2 separate regions of the Gossypium hirsutum genome follow, and region 1 is linked to region 2. Evidence: chromatin contacts called from public Hi-C data. All regions are on one chromosome and are shown on one strand. Each heading gives the region's core, a stretch centred on a gene start, on an enhancer-like site or on the middle of the called end of the contact. The rest is flanking DNA. Distances are from core to core; before and after follow the strand shown.

Region 1 (6,114 bases), core at 172-2,671, 56 kb after region 2:
AATTTCAAAATTATTGAGTTAGGATATTTTCAATTTAAATAAAGTTCATTTTAGGCTTTCTAGTTTAGGATTTAAGGAAATAGAGGTTAAAATGCAAATCTAGAATCAAATTGTGATTCCGCAATTCAAATTTAATCACAACATTACGATGTATGCAAATAGGGAAAATTTATCACAATTTATCAAAAACAGGAATAAATCTAACATATTTTTTCATATTAGTAACATTGTAATCGAGTCATGTTTTCATGTGAAACTGAAGGATCTTGTGGTAGTTGGGTATCTTCCACCTAATTGAAGAATGAAGTGAGGGAATGAATTATCAAGCCAAAATTGTGTTTGATGTTACCAACACTATGAAAATGACCTAGGATGAAAAAACCTAAATCACTCTATAGATTCCAAACCATTCCACTTCAATTAGAGTGAATTTAAAAAAAAAAAAAAAGTGGATGTGAGACATGATAAGGCAAGTGAAATTTTTTGGACAATAAGTATGAAGCGATTATGGTAAATATTTACATCACTCCGCCAGATTCCACCATAAGAAATTATCATTTTACTCTTGTATATATATAATTATTACAAGGGTAAATTTGTATTAATGGTGTATAGAAAAAAAGCAGATGCTTTATGATTAAATATTAGTTGGAATTTAAAAATATTAACAATATTAAAAATAATTAATAAAAATTAAATTGACGTGAAGTGGAGTAGGATATTATGTGCCCTGGGATCAAGAAAATATCAAAAGAAATGTTTAAAGACAATTACAACTTAAAACAAAGGAAAAAATTGAAAAAATAAAGACGAAGAAAACCTAACAGCCTTGGTTGATAAGAAAAATCTGCCACAAACAAAGAACAACTAGGTTGATTCGCCACACTTTTAGAAAGAAAGAAGGTAGAGCGATAAGAATCAGGTTACTCGCCACTTAAAAAAGGAAGCTTGCTTAATACGAATAGCAATAAGCTAATTCTAAAATTAAGAACATTCAACATCTATCATTTCATTACTATGAAAGGGTATTTATAAGAACTTTGACATCCCCCCAAGCATAGGTAACTTAAAGGCTAAGTACATGGATTAATAATTACAGTAATGACTAAGTACATGCATTCAATCCTACATACATGCATAATTACAAAATTCATGCTTTTACATGCATAAATACTTACACTAATGACCAAACACATACATCTAATCCTAAATATATACATAATTACTTAATTAACTAAATACACGCATTTAATGTACATTCATTCATGCATTCTATTTTATGTAATGAAAGCATTTAATTAAATAAATTCAGAAGTTACTTAGGAATCATCCAATTCTCTTGCAAACCATAAATGAATTGAACTTGGACTTCTCTTAAATGGGCTTGGATTCATCACTTTTAAGCATCTGTAATTGGGCCAAAATTTCTTATAAGTACAATGCAGTTGTTCAGCCTTATCATGAGTAATTTGCTCAAAGTTACCCACTTGAACTTAGACAACTTTATCTTCTTCATGGGTCACATATTCATCTAACACATGCACAAGATATTGAATTAAAAGAAGGCATTTATTAACTCGTCTAGATTCATTCTCTTGAATAGCCTTCTTTAAAATATTCATAACTCTTTGTAGAAAACTCCAAAAGACATTTCGTTTAATGCATTGGAAAAAAAGCTCTCAAAACTTTCCATGTACATATGATTCATAATTTTTGGGCATGTGAATCAATATGAACAAATGATTCAAGTTGATGTATGAATCTTGGATTTTTTTGTAACTTTTAACTCTTGACTAGCAAATATTTCTCCAACTAAAGTGCTTCCAACTTCCATCCAAATTTGCCTCTTCATAAATTGACCCATTAGTCTTTCAATGCCCAAAATATTCCTAGCTTCATTTTCTTCAATTTGGATCATAGTTAGCAACTTAGTAAGTGCTCTTACATAACTTTAAGTCCATATTAATGGGCTTGGGCTTGGGTCTATCTTTATTAGGTTTCTTAGCTTGGACCAACCATGATGTGGCATATCAAGTGGGGCGAGCGATGGATGCATTCAGCACCCAAGGAGGTGGTAGTTGTTTCAAAATTATACATATGTAGTGAAGCGGAGTGGGTAGTAAAGCAGAACATGCTAAAAATAGAGTGGTGGTAAATTTGGCAACATTCATCCTTGCTCTGCTCCATTGTCATTCCTAAGTCAAGCATTATAGGATGAATCAGAAACTAATGGATATACATTGTGCATACCATCTATTTCACATATTCCTATCGGTGTCAGTAACAAAGGAATCTACAAAGCTCATGAATGTCCAACTAGTAACACTCAATGTAACTTGTAAATACACTTTAAACTGTATTAAAGTCTCTCTAAAGTTTTAGCTATTTATTCAATTTGTATTAAATCGGATTTGAACAGGTATTTTTTTTTAAGGCGTAATTAAAAAATTACACTCTAATCTATACCACATTGACCTAAATTTTTTTTTTGTTAGAAGTATTACTTAAGTTATTCCTCTGTTTTTCAAATCACCCCAAATCTTAACCCTGTTAAAAAAACCATTGACCAATTATATTGTGCCCATCAACACCCATGTGTTATTTTTCTGATTTTATATTAATATTATTAAAAAATACTTCCCTCTCCTTCCCCTACCATCCCCTCCTCCCGTCCCCCCCACCCCCACACCCTGTCGTCCCTCTCACTCTACTCACAAGCCTCTATCAACAATGGTTGAAACCCAAACTTTATGAAAATAGATCCTTTTTGATGAAATCATGTAATCTTTTATTTATATAGAAGCACATAAACAATAATTAATTGAATTTTTTTTAAAAATTTAATTAATTTAATTTCTTGTAGTTTGATTTGGTATGAAATTCTAGGTTTGTTAGATTTGGACATCTTTGAGTTTTTGTTTAAATCATTGAAATTAATAGCTTTTTTTAGGTTAAATTTCATCTATTTTATGGCATTTGAATGTTAGGGAGAGAGTCAAGGGGAGGGAAGGTTGGTAGGGGAGAAGGGGATAGATGTGGTGGGGAGGAGGGAGCCGAGAGGGGGGAGGAGATAGGGAGAAGGTCAGGGTGGGGGGGGGAGGGAGGGGAGAGAGACAAGGGCAGGCGTAAAGGTAGAGGGAGGGAATTTTTTTTATTTTTTAATAATTAATATAGTTATTTTTAATTAATATTAATATAAATTTATAAAATCAGAAAAATAATGCATTAGTGCTAATGTGGCACAATATAATTGGTCAATAATTTTTTTAACGGTGTTAAGGTTTAAAGCGATTTGAGTAATAGAAAAATAATTTAATTACCACTTTTAACAAAAAATATATATATAATTACTGAGTTGGGGAAAATAGTATAACTTATTGTGTAATTTGTCAATTATGTATTTCTTTAATTTAATTCAAATCAATTATAGATAAAAATATTTTATTTAAATTTAACTATAAAATGTTAATGTAAAGACAATTTTTAAACAATAATACAAACTTTGAATTAGTTTAAATTAAATATAAATATGTTTTTTTTTTTCAAAATATACTACATTAAAAATACTTGCCTTTAGACTTTTGTCAAAATGAGGGGCTCCACTTTCAAATTTAGTAAGTCAACGCGACCTATTTGGTCATTAACATTCGTGATTGCTCTAAGGAATAAAGAAAAAAATTTCTGACCGTTAAAAGACCTAAGCTAGGGTGAGTTTAGTTGGATTAGATGGATGAATTTAGTATTATTTTTTAGAAATATTTTTAGGATAAAAAATACTTTTATCTTATTGCTAAATGAGATATTTTTAAATTTTTTAAAAATATTTTTGAGACACAAATATTTTGTAAAAACACTTTTTTAGTAAAATATCAGAATCAGAAAATTTTAACTTTTGCTCAAAAATATTTTTTTTGCTCAAAAACACTTTTGAAAAACAATACTAAACTAAACATGAATCTTTTACATTTTTCACACCATTCATGATAACTCACTTGGATTCAATTTATTTCTCAATTTTTTCATACTAGTTTTAGATTTAAGGTTTGTGGACTTATTTTAATAACATGAATTGATTTTAAGACATTATTTAATAAAATTTTAAAGTTTTTTTATAAATATTTCTTTTTTAAAATAATTTTTCAAGAAAATAAAAAATAATCAATAACTAATTTTAGGTAATTTGGGGTAAGTCCAAAATTTGAAGAAGAAAAAAACATTCAAGGAATAAAGAGCACATACTTTTATAAGTTTAGAATCTTTTAAAATGAATTTTTGACTTCTTTTAATTATTTTCATATTTTTTTTTGTTTTTTAAATAATTCTTCTTCAAAGTTTTTGTTTATTTATTTATTTATTGTGTAGTTCTAAAAAAATAAAGTTACAAACGTATCAAAAGCTAAAAAAAGTGATCCAACTCTTAAAATTACCACTTGAACACAAACAACAAAATTAGACGAAGCCACGAAAGGTTATTAAATAAAAAAGCACCACTTTTATTGAGAGAAAAAAAGTACAAAAACTTAATGTTTAAAAATTAAATTTAAAATAAAAAATACAAAACCTCTGACACATTCAAACTTTATAAATTAAGCAAGGCAAAGATAATCAGGCCCAGGTCGTTTCAACAAAATAAATTCTCTCTTTATATCAAAAATTTTAATTTTGGCAGCTAAAAGCCTAAAACTAACGATGGGAGTGGAGAAATGGAAAACAGAATATACGTTCATCCTATGTGTTAAATAAGAAAATTAGCAGATACCCAGCTTATAATATTTACTTACAAAAAGTTATTAGCACAATTCGTTCCCCACTGGATTTTTACCTAATAAAACACTTGCCCCTTCCACCCAAATCCCTACATCATTCCAACTCAAAAGCCAAGGACTGAATCCCAACTCTGGCAAAGGATTGTTCTATCTCCAATTTTAACTGCATTCATTCACACCTTTCAGACTTCTCAGGGGGGTGTTAAAACAATGTACCTTCATACAGATCATGCAAATCATCAATTAAAAGTCATATTATCTGCACATTCAAGCATATAACCCCCAAAACCTTTTTTTTTCCCCAATCAAGCTACCTTTTTTATGTTTTGCTATTTTCTGCTCAAATATATATGAACTGGATTACAGCTAGCAAAAGTGTTCTTAGTTACACTCCTCCAGCCAGCCAAGTCCATTTTTTTCCAATATTACAGCAAAAAACACGTAACAGCAATTAAAGTTAGACTGAACAGAGACGAGAAATACAGAGAGGTACCTCATCTTTGATGTTCAAACGATCTAAGATGAAGCATCCATTTGATATGCAAAGGGTGCTTACTGTTGGTCAGGCCAAATCAGCTTGTTCACATGCTAGCCTTCACAATTGCCAATTACAAATAAAACCTTCTTCCGGAGTTCGTCAATAATCTGCATGAACAAGTCAAGTAGTAAAGGTAAAATAAGTAGCAGCATCAAGGAATAAATTCTGTCGTATCACTTCTATGTTTGACAGTGCGCACCGAGCTAGAGGCCTTTGCCCATGCCTGAACAGAAGCGCCGGCACTTTGGAGGTGAGAAATTGAGGGTTTAAAATTTAAATAATATGTAGAATTTTCTGTTGCTTCAGCAACCCAGAGATAATTCATTTGATCCTTTGGTTTCTTGATAAGGTTACAGAAGCCTACCTGAAAAGATTTTGTATTAGGGTCACTCTTTAAATGAAACAAGTCGAAAAGAACTAGTATAATGACTTGTCTATAGCCATTAAACAAGGAGAGTATCAATTAGTTCAGCATGCATCGGCTCAATAATTAAGTTGGAAAAGTAATTATCTGATAACCTGAATTTACTTGAAGTGTTCAGTGAGCCTGTTAATTCTGGATTTTTTTTAAATAATAATAAAACTACAACTCACCATGGATCCCACTAGGTTAGGGTTGATTGGTGCAAACGAGTCATCATCAATGGATGGTGAGCAAAAACTGATGGCAAGTAAAGAATCTGACTGTAAATCGGAAATGGAATCATCTGTCACAAACACCCACTGTTTCTTCTGATGAGAAGCTGTATAGACTTCTCCCACATACACAACATATGCAGCAATGTCAAACTCACTGAAGAACCCAAAAGG
Region 2 (5,879 bases), core at 2,650-5,149:
AAGGATACCCCTATCTAATCCATCTCGCATGCTTAAATGACTTAAACAGGATTCCATTCCATAAGATCTGCATAGTAGAGAAAGAAATAGCACCCATAATTACCTTTCTAAATACCTAGAGGATCCCAACAGCAACAAGGGACACCTTGATGAAATCCCAGCTGATCGTGTCATATGCTTTCTCTAGGTCTAACTTAATGGCTATCCAGTTTCTACCAACTTTCCTACTACGCATTGAATGGATGACTTCCTGCACAATAATGACATTATCTGAGATGTTCTGACTAGCAATAAACCTCGCTTGCTCAGATGAAATAAAATTCGAGAACACCACTTTAAATCTATTAGCAATCACCTTCATCACCAACTTATACACAACCGAACAAAGACTGATTGGCCGCAATTGACTGAAATCTTTCGGGCGATCCTTCTTCAGAATAAGCACAATAAGAGTGTTATTAAGATCCTCCTCAATTCTATTACCAGCAAAGATTCCCTGAACCCACTCACAAACCGTCCCTCGAACTAAGTCCCATTGACTTTGAAAGAAATGTGTATGAAAACTATCACTTCCCGGAGCTTTCAGCGGAGCCATGTCGAAAAGGGCCTTCTTGGTTTCATCATTCAACATTGGTTTTTTGAGAAAGTCAATGTCTTGCTACTTAAGGCGGCGAAAGATATTCAAGGGAATATCAGTCATGAGACTTGGAATTTCACGATATAATTTCTCAAAAAACCTGGCGGCCTCATCAATAAGAATAGACTGATCCGAACACCACTCCTCATTACTGATGTGTAAGGCCATAATGCAATTAAATTTCCTCCTTTGTGATAAACCATAATACATACATATTTTTTATCCATACTTGGCATATTTATAGATGATTTTTCCTTAGTTTTATCGAATTTGATGCTCCTAATCCTTTAAATTCATGTTTTACTCTCAGGAAAGCTTAAGATAACAAAAAGAGTGAGAAACGGGTCAAAATGGACTAATTAGGCCTAAATCAGTGTTTTACACGGCCCAAGTGTGTGACACACGGGCAGACCACACGCCCGTGTTTCATGGCCGTGTCGACTAAAACCCAACTTAGAATTACACACGGCTTGAGTACCTTCACACGGGAGTGGCACACGGTCGTGTCCCTGTTAAACCTAGGTCTAATTCTATTTGGAAAAGGTCAATTTTGGGCTATTCTGAGCATTCCAAAGTCTATATAAACACCCTAGAAGAGGATTAAGGGACACGCGGAGTAGAAGGCAGAAAATACCTAAGGAAAGCCATCGGAATCACCTCGAAGGCATGATCTACATCAAGACTGAAGACTTCCACTCAATCTCCTAGGAGCCCTTTGTGTTTCTTTATGTTTTTTTGTTCTCCAAACTTTAAGATGTTTTCCATTATTATTATGAACTAAACTCCCTAAATACCTAAGGGAGATAAAACCTAAGACGGATCTTATTATTATTTGAGTTATATGATAAATACTTGTTCTTATTCTTAATTGTGAGTTCTAAATTCTTATTTAATATTTCAGGGTATTAATTTAGGTTTTTGATGTGCTTATTCAATGAAGCAAAAGTCCCTATTTAAGAGTAGATCATTCATAATTAAGTGGAGTTGCATGCAATCCTAGAGATAGGACGACATAAATCTGCCAAATTAGAGACAAATCTAATAAGGGAATCCATAGATTGAGTTAATGCGATAATAGAGGCTTAATTAGAAAGAGGTTTCAATTAATCAACCTAGAGTCAGTTATTTTTAGTCTCGAAAGGGATATTAACATAATTCAGGGATTTCTACTGATTAAGTCAAGTGAATAAATCGTCTAGTTCAAAGGTAATAAGTAAAGTCTAGGTGGATTCTTCCTTGGGTATTGTCTTCTCCATCGGTTTTCTAAAAAGTACTTTTCAACTTTAATCTCTATCGTAATCTTAGTTAATTAGATAATTAGTTTAGATAAAATATTCTCTTAATTTTTAGGCTAGGTAATAAAAAGATAATAATTACTAATATTTTTAGTCCCTGTGGATATGATATTTTCGATCTCACCATAACTATACTACTGTTCGATAGGTGCGCTTGCCTTAGTCAAATTTTTAGTTAGTTTTACGACCATCACTTTGCATAGTGTGACTATGGAAGAACTTGGTATTACGATCCCCAAACTACAGCTAATCATATCTAGCCTTTTGCCTCCATAAAAGCTCATCATGGTTAAGCAGACTCTTCAATTCATCACGAACCTCATCTCCAAGTTAACTAACCTACTAGAGGTCGACTGATCCATGGCCTTTTGAATGCTCACAAGTGACCTCAAAAGTTGTCTTTTACACGTTCCTATAAATCCATATACGGACCTGTTCCAATCTTTAACATGTAAGGTAAATTCAGATAAAGAATCAGCCATATTACCTGAGAATCTCCATTTATTTGAGACCAATTCTTTATTTGCGTGCTTCATCCATCCTGCAAGGAATCGAAACGGTCTCCCTCTCAGAACACTGAGCTCAGGATTAGTTTTTAAAAGAATGGGTCTATGATCCAATTTAATACGTGGAAGATGGTAAACGAGAGTATGTGGAAACGTAGAAATTCAAGCATCATTAGCTAGGGCTCAATCTAATCGCTCATGCGTGTTACCTCTTTGCCAGGTAAAGGATGGTCCTATAAATCCAAGATCCTGCACATTACACAATTCCACAAAATTACCAAATAAGTTACATCTCTGACCTGGGGAGCGATCACCTTTTTTATCCTTAGAAGAGATAATGACATTAAAATCACCCAAAATCAATCATGCTAAAGGATCCTGAGGCAAAACATCCATTAAATCAGTCCAGAGAGATTTCCTCTTAGCTCTATCAGGATTACCATACACAACAAAGATAAAAAAAAAATTATAAAAATTATTGCCCTGAATACGTAGAACCATGAACTGAGGATGATTATGAATAATACTAATGGAAATATAATCCTTCCATCCAACCTATATGCCACTTGAAAAACCAACAAACTCAATGCGATGAGAAAGATCAAAACCCAATTTATCAATGATAGAATTAGTTTTTTTACCACTGACTCTCGGCTTCAAGAGACACAATATCCGTTTTATGCTCAAGATTATACACATGAAAATCTCAGAGAAATTTACTACTCGCACAGCCTTGGCAGTTCCAAGAAAAAATTGTAAGATTTAAATCCATAAAAAATAGACAAGAAAATAATAAAAATAACAAAACCTCAGTAAACCATTTAAACCAGAACAATACGAGTCATAATTAAATTCTTTTACTAGCACTTGGGTCAGATGCACCTGAGTCAGCACTTTTAAGCATGGAAACAGACTGAGCCAACCTAGACATAGAATCAATCAAAGAAAATTTAAAAGAATTTTTAATTTTAAAATTATTCCCTTTCCCATGCGTAATTTTATTTATTTTCCTAGTGGCCCAAAAACCCTCATCTTTACCCCCCATTATTTTCCCCGTAATCTGATTCTTGTTAACACCTGAATTTTGCATAGAGGTCCTTTCTAAATTAACACCACCAGCTGGTCATTTTTCTTTGAAAGAAACAGCAGTATGTTTATTGCGATTTAATCCACCAAAAGAATCAGCTACCTGAACTTCGACCAGATTCAACTTCGAAGAAGCAGGCTTGGATGTCATAGCAGAACCATCATCAACGTTCGCCCCCTGATCAACAAAAATTAGGTTAAAACAAGAAATATTTACTGGCGTTGAATTGGAATTATTGACATGCATTTTAAGAAGCTTATCGCCAGTCAAAAAATTAAAATCAGAATCAATCAAACGCATCAGGGAATTCCTTGCTTTATTAGAAAGAGAGGCTGGTTCTGTGCGGCTTGGGGCCACCACGTTATTGGCCTAAAGCACTTCACTACTTGAAAGGTCCACTATAGACTTGTTTAAAGTTGGGCCGACTACTGAAAAAACATAATCTTCCACATGGTTTGACTGACTTATTGGACCATTAGATTCTAAATCTGCCTTTTGTAAATTCAATGTCCCAAAGCCCATTTTGTCTCCCCCCAGCTGCATGTTCCTATTAGAATTAAGGCTACCCCGAGATTTAAGTCTCTGTTTCTCCACAATAGCTCCAGCCTTCAAGTTAACCTAAAATTTGGCCAGCTTTTTATCTTCTCCCTTATTTCTCATTTTCCAAATCCACCAAACCTTCCAAATTAGTCAACAGATCAAATCTGGAACCCAATTTGCCTTTCTCCCTTATATTCATTTTAATCAGATTATTATTCCGAGAATTGCTCTATGCTTTCCTTTTGACCACCATCCATGGCCCGTAAACAACGCCTTCTCCTCCTTTCCCCACCTCCGTCGGAGTAACATTCATTTGGTCCTTCTCCGGTGCGAGCTCCGATTGCAGCGAAGCACATAACTCCTTAGTATGACCGTGCTTCCAGCATGTGAAGCAAATAGTCGGCAACGCTTCATATTCAACTCTCTGGTTCATGCCATTCACAAGGACTTGAGCAATCAAAGGCTTGTCGAAGTTGATGTAAACAACCATCCTAGCAAAGCGGCCTCTAATCTTACTATCGGTATTGAAATCTAACCGAACAACTTTTCCAATAATCCCTCCTATTTCTTCAAGAATTTTCTTTTTGTATAAAAATCCTAGAAGACCTGGTAACCATATCCAAGCCAAAACCATGCTTGGATAAGGTTGTAAGGGACTAAATTCTTTTGTGCAAGTTTGAACTGTAAGATATTGACCATAAATCAAAGAAGGACCCTGGGACAAAACTTTAGTATAATCATCAATGGATTGAAATTTAGCCATATAATATTCATTCTCTATGTCCATAAAATGAAAAGGCTTGGAAGGATTCCAAAGGCTACTGATTCGATTGTTTAGAGCTCTATACCCAATGTTTCTTCCGAGTAATTTTAAAACTACCATGAGTTCCATTTCTTTGAACAGGATTTGTTAAATCCTGATAAACCATAATATATACATTAGAGAATCAAGCATGATAAGTTGACTTTTGAGAATTAAAATTGCTAGGTTGTTTCCTGAATTGAGATATTTGAATTTACAGGATTGACATCAAATACCCATAATTTTCGTGAGATTTTGAGTCTTTTAGAGCATATATCTTTCTTGCTCACTTATTTTATTGGTTATGAGTGTGTCAACATTGATTTTTTATTCTAGAACTTGCTTCGATTATGCATGTCAAGACCACATCTTTGATTTGATATACTGAGATGATAAAGGCACTTAGGTTTTAACCTACTTACCCCATAAAAAGTCTACCCACATAATTGACCCTTAGTGAACCCCTTTTAGCCTTAACCATTGTTTCTTGATTTTCCCCTTAATGTTAACCCACAACTTAACCTTTTTTTTTATTCATTAAGAATTTCTCTCTTTTTATTGACTTCCTTTTTTATCGAGATTTGATTTGATTAGTTACCTAACTATGTTCGTTTATTTCAGCTGCTGAATTATTTCTTATTATGTACTTTCCATTATTGTACTTGTTCTTATTTTTAAAAAAAATAATTAAAAAAACCTTATATTTATATTCATATAATTACATATTGTTATAAAGAGCTTAGATAAGTTAAAGTTATTATATTGAGAAAAAGCTCACTTCATTAGTTTTGGATAGTTTAATTCTGGCACTTGTTTGTAATTCAGTAATTAGCTTTATTTTTCTAAGTTTGGTAATTTATTAAATTAATCTCGATTCTAACCCTCTTTTTCAGCCTTTATCCACACCTTTAACCTAAGCCCCATTACAACCCTGTTAAAGACCTTTTGCTTTGTGTATCATCTCATTTATAGTGTTGGAGATTTAATTTTCATGCAAACCTATGATAATAAC

Evidence for each region. A called contact is a pair of places that touch in the nucleus more often than the background predicts.
Region 1: a contact with region 2 is called in a Hi-C map of leaf, with 2.0 times the contacts expected there. The contact joins the enhancer-like site here to the promoter of LOC121228177 in region 2. A contact is called at or near these places in 12 of 34 Hi-C or Micro-C datasets (anther, hypocotyl, leaf and 1 more).

The regions. Positions count from the first base shown.
Region 1 is chrA04:78,758,235-78,764,348 of Gossypium_hirsutum_v2.1, forward strand. It overlaps LOC107948956 (protein BREAST CANCER SUSCEPTIBILITY 2 homolog B), which reads right to left. Exons shown (of 20, transcript XM_016883634.2): 17 at 5,899-6,097; 18 at 5,504-5,668; 19 at 5,323-5,411; 20 at 4,565-4,982. The coding sequence ends at 5,355. Among protein-coding and RNA genes, the nearest start is that of LOC107948956, 8.5 kb to the right of the region's middle. Within about 2 kb of position 1,422, at least 1 of the 9 cell types and tissues checked has an H3K27ac peak or open chromatin away from gene starts, as enhancers often do. A contact at or near this core is called in leaf, where this site is marked.
Region 2 is chrA04:78,699,722-78,705,600 of Gossypium_hirsutum_v2.1, forward strand. LOC121228177 reads right to left here and starts at 3,900. Exons shown (of 5, transcript XM_041111430.1): 1 at 3,628-3,900; 2 at 2,648-2,687; 3 at 2,420-2,473. The coding sequence starts at 3,825.